Linked DNA regions of Mus musculus: region 1 is linked to region 2. The links are chromatin contacts, called in public promoter capture Hi-C maps. All regions are on one chromosome and are shown on one strand. Each heading gives the region's core, a stretch centred on a gene start, on an enhancer-like site or on the middle of the called end of the contact. The rest is flanking DNA. Distances are from core to core; before and after follow the strand shown.

Region 1 (2,840 bases), core at 120-2,619, 3.7 Mb after region 2:
AGGCAGAGCTCAGAGGAATACAGAATGGGATGATTCATAGGGCTTTTCCTGAAAAGTGTTACCTGTCTTTGGTGACCTTAATTCTACCGATTCGTCTTTTCAACTTTGTTGTTCAGGGCCAGTTTAGTGGCTTGACCAATCTCAACCTGTGGGACCTTCCAGCTCACCATCACTCCTAGGAACATAGGAGTGATAGCGCCCATTTACTTGGAGTTTATTAGAAGCAGAAATGATGCAGATGTGAGGACAGTCGTCCACTTCCACCCATGACTCCTCCTGACACTGGCTTACTTGGCCATGTTTGAAGATTTTAACTTTTTTTTCTTTTTTTAAAACAGATGGCCAATTGGTCTGTTGCAATAGGGTAGAACTGGTTGTGACCAGAGGGGTACTTATTCATTATATGGACTACTGTCTATAAAGGATTGAAGGTAGAAAATCCAGCCGGGGCTTTTCCTGGTATTCTAAGAAAAGTAACATTACTGTACAGTAGCACAACTGAATCAAGGATGGGTGGATGAGAAAAAGGCTTCCTTTTCCTTTAAAATACCTCTTCTCTACACATTTTCTAGTGCATTCTCCAGGGGTTAGATGTAATTAGCATGAACAGCACATGTCAGTGGTAGGCTCTCCCATGTCATGCAACAGCATCTTTATCCTTGAAAGCAGTGTGCTCCATGTAGACTGGGTGAGCCCCAGGAGCAGCTTCAGCAGTCTCTGAGTACACAGACTGAATGTGCCTTACTGCAGCTCTCTCACACCAGCCCGACTCAGATGGCTTTTCCAACAGAGTGGGCTTGCAAAGCATTTCAGCAACCTCTGAAAATGGCCAGCTCCATGTAGAAGGGTAGTTAGTGTAAGTGTTGGCAAAGGAGAGGAGAGGAGAGGGTAGGAGAGGTGAGGGGAGTGGAGGAGAGGGGAGGGGAGGGGAGGGGAGGGGAGGGGAGGGGAGGGAAGGTGGAGGAGAGGAGAGGGGAGGAGAGGAGAGGAGAGGAGAGGAGAGGAGAGGGGAGGGGAGGGGAGGGGAGGGGAGGAGAGGGGAGGGGAGGGGAGGGGAGGGGAGGAGAGGAGAGGAGAGGAGAGGAGAGGAGAGGAGAGGAGAGGAGACTGAGACTGTCAGAATCAAACCCCAAATCCCTGCCTTCTTGTGTCTCCTCTCAAGTTGTTTTTGGAAAGCAAAGAAACAAATGTTGATTGCTCTACAGAGTCCTACGTTTCTGTTACACGTACGCAGTTTAACAGAGGGGGATATATCCCCAAAGAAAGGTTGGCGGTGGGGGGGGGGCGAATATGTTAGTCCCTCATTTAGATATATCTTGTCATTGATGATGTTTCTTACCCCCCCTCTTCTTTTTTTTTTTTTTTTTCCGCCCGCAAATAGATACAAGAAAAAAAAAAGCTGAGAGTGTTTTTCATTTCATCAAAGAACATATATTACTTTAGCGGCTCGGTTTAAAAAAAAAATGTTGGTTTTCTTCCCACCCCTTTTCAATCTGCCGGTGTTGGAGGTGCTCGGAGAAGACGCACAATCGCGAGCAGCTTACGACACTCAGTGAGCAGTCGGTGCCGGTGCAGGCTCGCGCACACTCCTCGGAGGAGGGAAGGAGCCGGGCGCTGCTCTGCGCTCCGCAAGGCATGAGCCGGCCAGGTTTCCGCAGCTGCCCGGGACACGAATGGCAGGCGTTCTCCAACCTGGACTCCAAGGTGGCTTCGATTCGCGTTGGTCATTGCCGATGACATTCTCCAGACTGTCAAATCCTGGGGAGTCTCGAGCCCCGAGTTTGGAGTTGATCTTTTACCTCAACCCCCCAACCACGTCACAGTCTCAACTGCAGAGGAAAAAAAAGGGGGACCGAGGCAGGAAGGCGAGAAGCACGGGCTCCCGGCACGTAGTTGGGAAACTTGCGGGTCCTAGAAGTCGCCTCCCCGCCTCGCCGACCGCCCCTGCAGCCCCGGAGCGCAGCAGCAAAGTGAGACATTGTGCGTCTGCCAGATCCTCGGGCCGCGGAGCAGGGCTGCCTCGGGAAACACAGAGGGGTCTTCTCTCGCCCTGCATATAATTAGCCTACACACAAAGGGAGCAGCTGAATGGAGGTTGTCACTCGCTGGAAAAGGGTGGGTAAGACACTTTTTTAATTAAATTCTTTCCAGAAGAAAAAAATTTTTCCTCCCTTTGCTGCCGCATCTAACATGGACTGCATTACCCCGGCTTTGATCTTTCCGTGGCTGTGAACTTTGTATGCCGCCCGGCTTTCTGCATGCTTAGAGGTGAACGTGTGGCTCTAGGGAGGGGGGGTTCCTTCTGCATTTTTCTATATTGATTTGATTTTTTTTTTGTCCCTTTCTTTCCCCCTCCCCCTCCCTCTCCTCTCCCTCGGAATAAAATATGCTATAGATTTCTGACCCAGCGCTTCCAATGGACATTCTCCAGTCTCTCTGGAAAGATTCTCGCTAATGGATTTCCTGCTACTCGGCCTCTGTCTACACTGGCTGCTGAGGAGGCCCTCGGGGGTGGTCTTGTGTCTGCTGGGGGCCTGCTTTCAGATGCTGCCCGCCGCCCCCAGCGGATGCCCGGGGCAGTGTCGGTGCGAGGGGCGGCTGCTGTACTGCGAGGCGCTCAACCTAACCGAGGCGCCCCATAACCTGTCCGGCCTGCTGGGCTTGTCTTTGCGCTACAACAGCCTCTCGGAGCTGCGCGCCGGCCAGTTCACAGGGTTAATGCAGCTCACGTGGCTGTATTTGGATCACAATCACATCTGCTCGGTGCAGGGGGACGCCTTTCAGAAACTGCGCCGAGTTAAGGAACTCACGCTGAGTTCCAACCAGATCACTGAACTGGC
Region 2 (3,235 bases), core at 184-2,683:
GTAGCTTAATGTTCACTAAAGTATAACAAGATTCTATGTCCCAGTCTTCTCTTATAAAACTGAGCCTTGACCAATAACATCAGGAGACCCCAGACCAGTTAAGGTGGAGGACAGGACAGTATGAAATAAGAGCACAGCCTGTCTACTTATCCTCATTTCCATACTGTTAATAACCCCTAAGCCTGGTGATAGATATACTACATAGTCTGCTAGATTTTTTTTTTTGAGACAGGGTTTTTTTTGAGTAGCCCTGGCCACCCTGAAACATGCTCTATAGACAAGGCTACCTACATCTACCTCCTGAGTGCTGTGATTAAAGGTATGCACCACCATGGTCCAGTCCACTGCCAAATGCAAAGAGAGCAGAAATTCGGGGGTGGGGGTGGGGTGGGGAGGGGGGTCGCTTAGGGGTGCACACCCCTAAGCTCAGCATTTGAGAAAGAAAGACAGGAAGATGTAAGTTTTGATCAGCTTGGGCTACAAAGTAACAAAAATATAATAAAATATAGGAAAAGAAAAAGAAATAGGAAAGGAAAGGAAGGAAGAAACTCAGAAAAGGAGGTATTATTTGTGATTGTGTCTTTCAGATTCATGGTGCTGGGAGCTTGATATGGGCCTTGGTCAAAACATAAATTCAGGCAGTTCCAGAGGGCAACAAACACACTTCTGGGGGTTATCTGAGTAGTATTGACTCATTGAAAAGTATCCAATAAAATGCTGTGACTCTTAATAAAAAATGACTTGTCAACATAAATTTACTAGGCGGGATATTTTAGGATTCAATTTACATAGACCATACAGAAAGACGTATCATTTGGTTTGAAGGCCCCGTTAATGGTATGTTACGTGAAACATGCCATTTACCATTAGTATAGCAGCATAGCATCCTTTTTTTCTCTTTCTTTCTTCTTTTGGTTTTTCGAGACAGGGTTTCTCTGTGCAGTACTGGATGTCCTGAAACTCACTCTGTAGACCACGCTGGCCTCAAGCTCAGAAATCCACCTGCCTCTGCATCCCAAGTGCTGGGATTACAGGCATGCGTCACCACTGCCCGGCATGCATAGCAACTTTTGAATAAGATGAAACCGTCCATTCTAAATAAGACAGGTGACACCATATTTTAGCTTAAGTTGAAACCTTTACAGAACTGATCAAAGGAACAGCACTGAGAGAGAGATGGACCGATTATATCAAGGAGAGAAGGGCTATCATAGAATGAGGGCGGTAAGGTCAGGGGCAGGCCAGTAGAGATGATGTCTGTGGTGCTGACATCAGGGCATGGCTAGACGGTGTGAAGCCAGAAGAGTCTAGCTTCAGAAATCCCGATGAGAAGAACCCGTTCAGCAGATCTTGTCACGGTGAGTGGAAATTCGTTGTTTCAGGTTTTTCACCGGTGCAGGAAAAGGGGCGACATGTGGCTTGAAACTGCCAGTAGGGGGCGCTGCAGGCAAGGAAATCAGGGATTAGGCACCGTGTTCTCAGATGTGATGACAATCGTCTCAGGATCTCTGAAAATAAGCTTGAGAGTGACAGGATTTTCAGATGTCAATAAGGGTCAGTAACTGGCTGTGGGGTTTTGGGAGCTGTCCTGGGATGTTGGAAGACAAGCGACATTCTGCAAAAGAGATGGTATTGTGATCAGCTTATGTAGGGATCAGCTTATATAGGAGGGAGCCAAGAGAGTTTACTGCTACTTAGAGGCCTTCTTCTGTGAATTTGTCATTTGATTTTGGATCAAGGTCTCCATGCTTCAGTTTTCTTACTGATGACTTGGACTGTAAAGTTGGAAAGAGATGTTGGTTTTCAGAGAAACAAAAACGTTTCTGGCCTGTGGTGCGTTGTGACAGCCTTTTGCTGTAAGTTACTGTTTGAGATGGACATTTTGGTCTTTCCTCCTGTACTGTTGTTAGGAATGGTGTTTAGATGCTGTTGCTGTTGTGTCAAGATTGAGGGCTGTGGAGATGGCTCACCAGCTAAGAGCACTTTGCTTTTCCAGAGGACCTGAATTTAGTTCCCAGTACCCATGCTGGCTGGCTTACAACCACCTGAAACTCCAGATTCAGGGCATCTGACACCCTATTCTGGCCTCTGAGGCATCTCACACCCAGGCAACGTGTCCCGTCCCCCCCCCCCCCCAGCAGAAATAGATTATGCAGTAAGTATTTAAAACATAAAAAAGAGGGGAATGGAAGAGACACATGCAGAACCGCTCTCTAATCGCTCTCCAAACTTCCGGTGACCTTTACAGCATCTTGTCTGATTAGCATCCTTCTAAACCTCTTAAGGCTCTGGACCCTGGAGCTGTGCTGTGTACAAAGTATCTCTCTGAAAAGAAGGAATGCCAGTGTCTGGGTGAGCACCTAACATCTGCTGCAGCCCGCCTTCCTGGGATGGAGAGAAAAGTCTGGGTTGACTTTTTGAACTTAGCCGGAATAGGACTCTTTCTGGAAAGCAGCTGGGACTGTCAGCTTGCTTGTGCTGATCATGAGGCCCGAGGGTCCCAGCTTGCCCATTTTTAGTCCTGGCTTAATCTTGGCTTTCTGCTCTCTGTGTGGGGGTTTACGTGGGTGTCATCTGCTTTGATCGGCTTTGCTCCATAAGGCGAGCTTTGCACTCGCAGAAGCCCTGGTCTCTGCTTTTAGTGCCGTTCGCCTCCCCTGTGATTATTTATTGTTTATGTGTTGTAGTCGTGCGGCCTTTCCTTGCCTTTCTTGGCACGACTGGCGAAAAGCAAGTTCATCTTTGCTGACAAGTTTGAGCCTAGAGTTTGCAGTTTGGGTGATGATTAAGGCGTGGCCCGGGAGACTTTTCCTGTTTGTGTGTGCAGAGGGAAAAGCTGGAGCATGTGGGTTCAGGACTGGAATTTTGAAGGGTAATGGACTAAAGCTTCCTTGATTTGGGGTTTGGGAAATAGCCCTCCCAACTTAGATGGAATTAAGTTGTAGAGTACATAAATCTGGCTGTGGTCCCTTAGTCATTCAAAGGTTACTTCCTAACACCATTTCCTCCGTAAGTATTCTGTTAGGACAGGCCTTTTATGATAAAGGGGCAGAGCCTGGAAAGACCTGCTCAGGAAGAATGTTCGGTCACTTTTTGGAGACATGGGGCGCCAAGAAGTATGTTACAACCCACTGTGTGCTGGCTTCTGCGGTTGTTGGTCATTGGGGAAAGAATGCAAAAGGAAGAACAGAGGCTGGAAAAATCGTTCCATGTACTAACTGGCAGAGTTGACCTT

What was found. Promoter capture Hi-C pulls out the DNA fragments that hold promoters and counts their contacts.
Region 1: a contact with region 2 is called in a promoter capture Hi-C map of hippocampal neurons, with 6 times the contacts expected there. The contact joins the promoter of Lrrtm1 here to the enhancer-like site in region 2. A contact is called at or near these places in 5 of 39 promoter capture datasets (cranial neural crest, frontonasal cranial neural crest, hippocampal neurons and 2 more), 12 of 484 Hi-C or Micro-C datasets (cerebellar granule neurons, cerebellum, cerebral cortex and 4 more) and 1 of 115 datasets of contacts at active chromatin or transcription factors (embryonic forebrain).

Annotation. Positions count from the first base shown.
Region 1 is chr6:77,241,108-77,243,947 of GRCm38.p6, forward strand. Lrrtm1 (leucine rich repeat transmembrane neuronal 1) reads left to right here and starts at 1,370. Exons shown (of 2, transcript NM_028880.4): 1 at 1,370-2,115; 2 at 2,396-2,840. The coding sequence starts at 2,455. The region is part of intron 8 of Ctnna2 (catenin (cadherin associated protein), alpha 2); the gene reads right to left.
Region 2 is chr6:73,516,753-73,519,987 of GRCm38.p6, forward strand. No RefSeq gene overlaps it. Among named protein-coding and RNA genes, the nearest start is that of 1700065L07Rik, 47 kb to the left of the region's middle. Within about 2 kb of position 1,434, at least 5 of the 459 cell types and tissues checked have an H3K27ac peak or open chromatin away from gene starts, as enhancers often do. A contact at or near this core is called in hippocampal neurons, where this site is marked.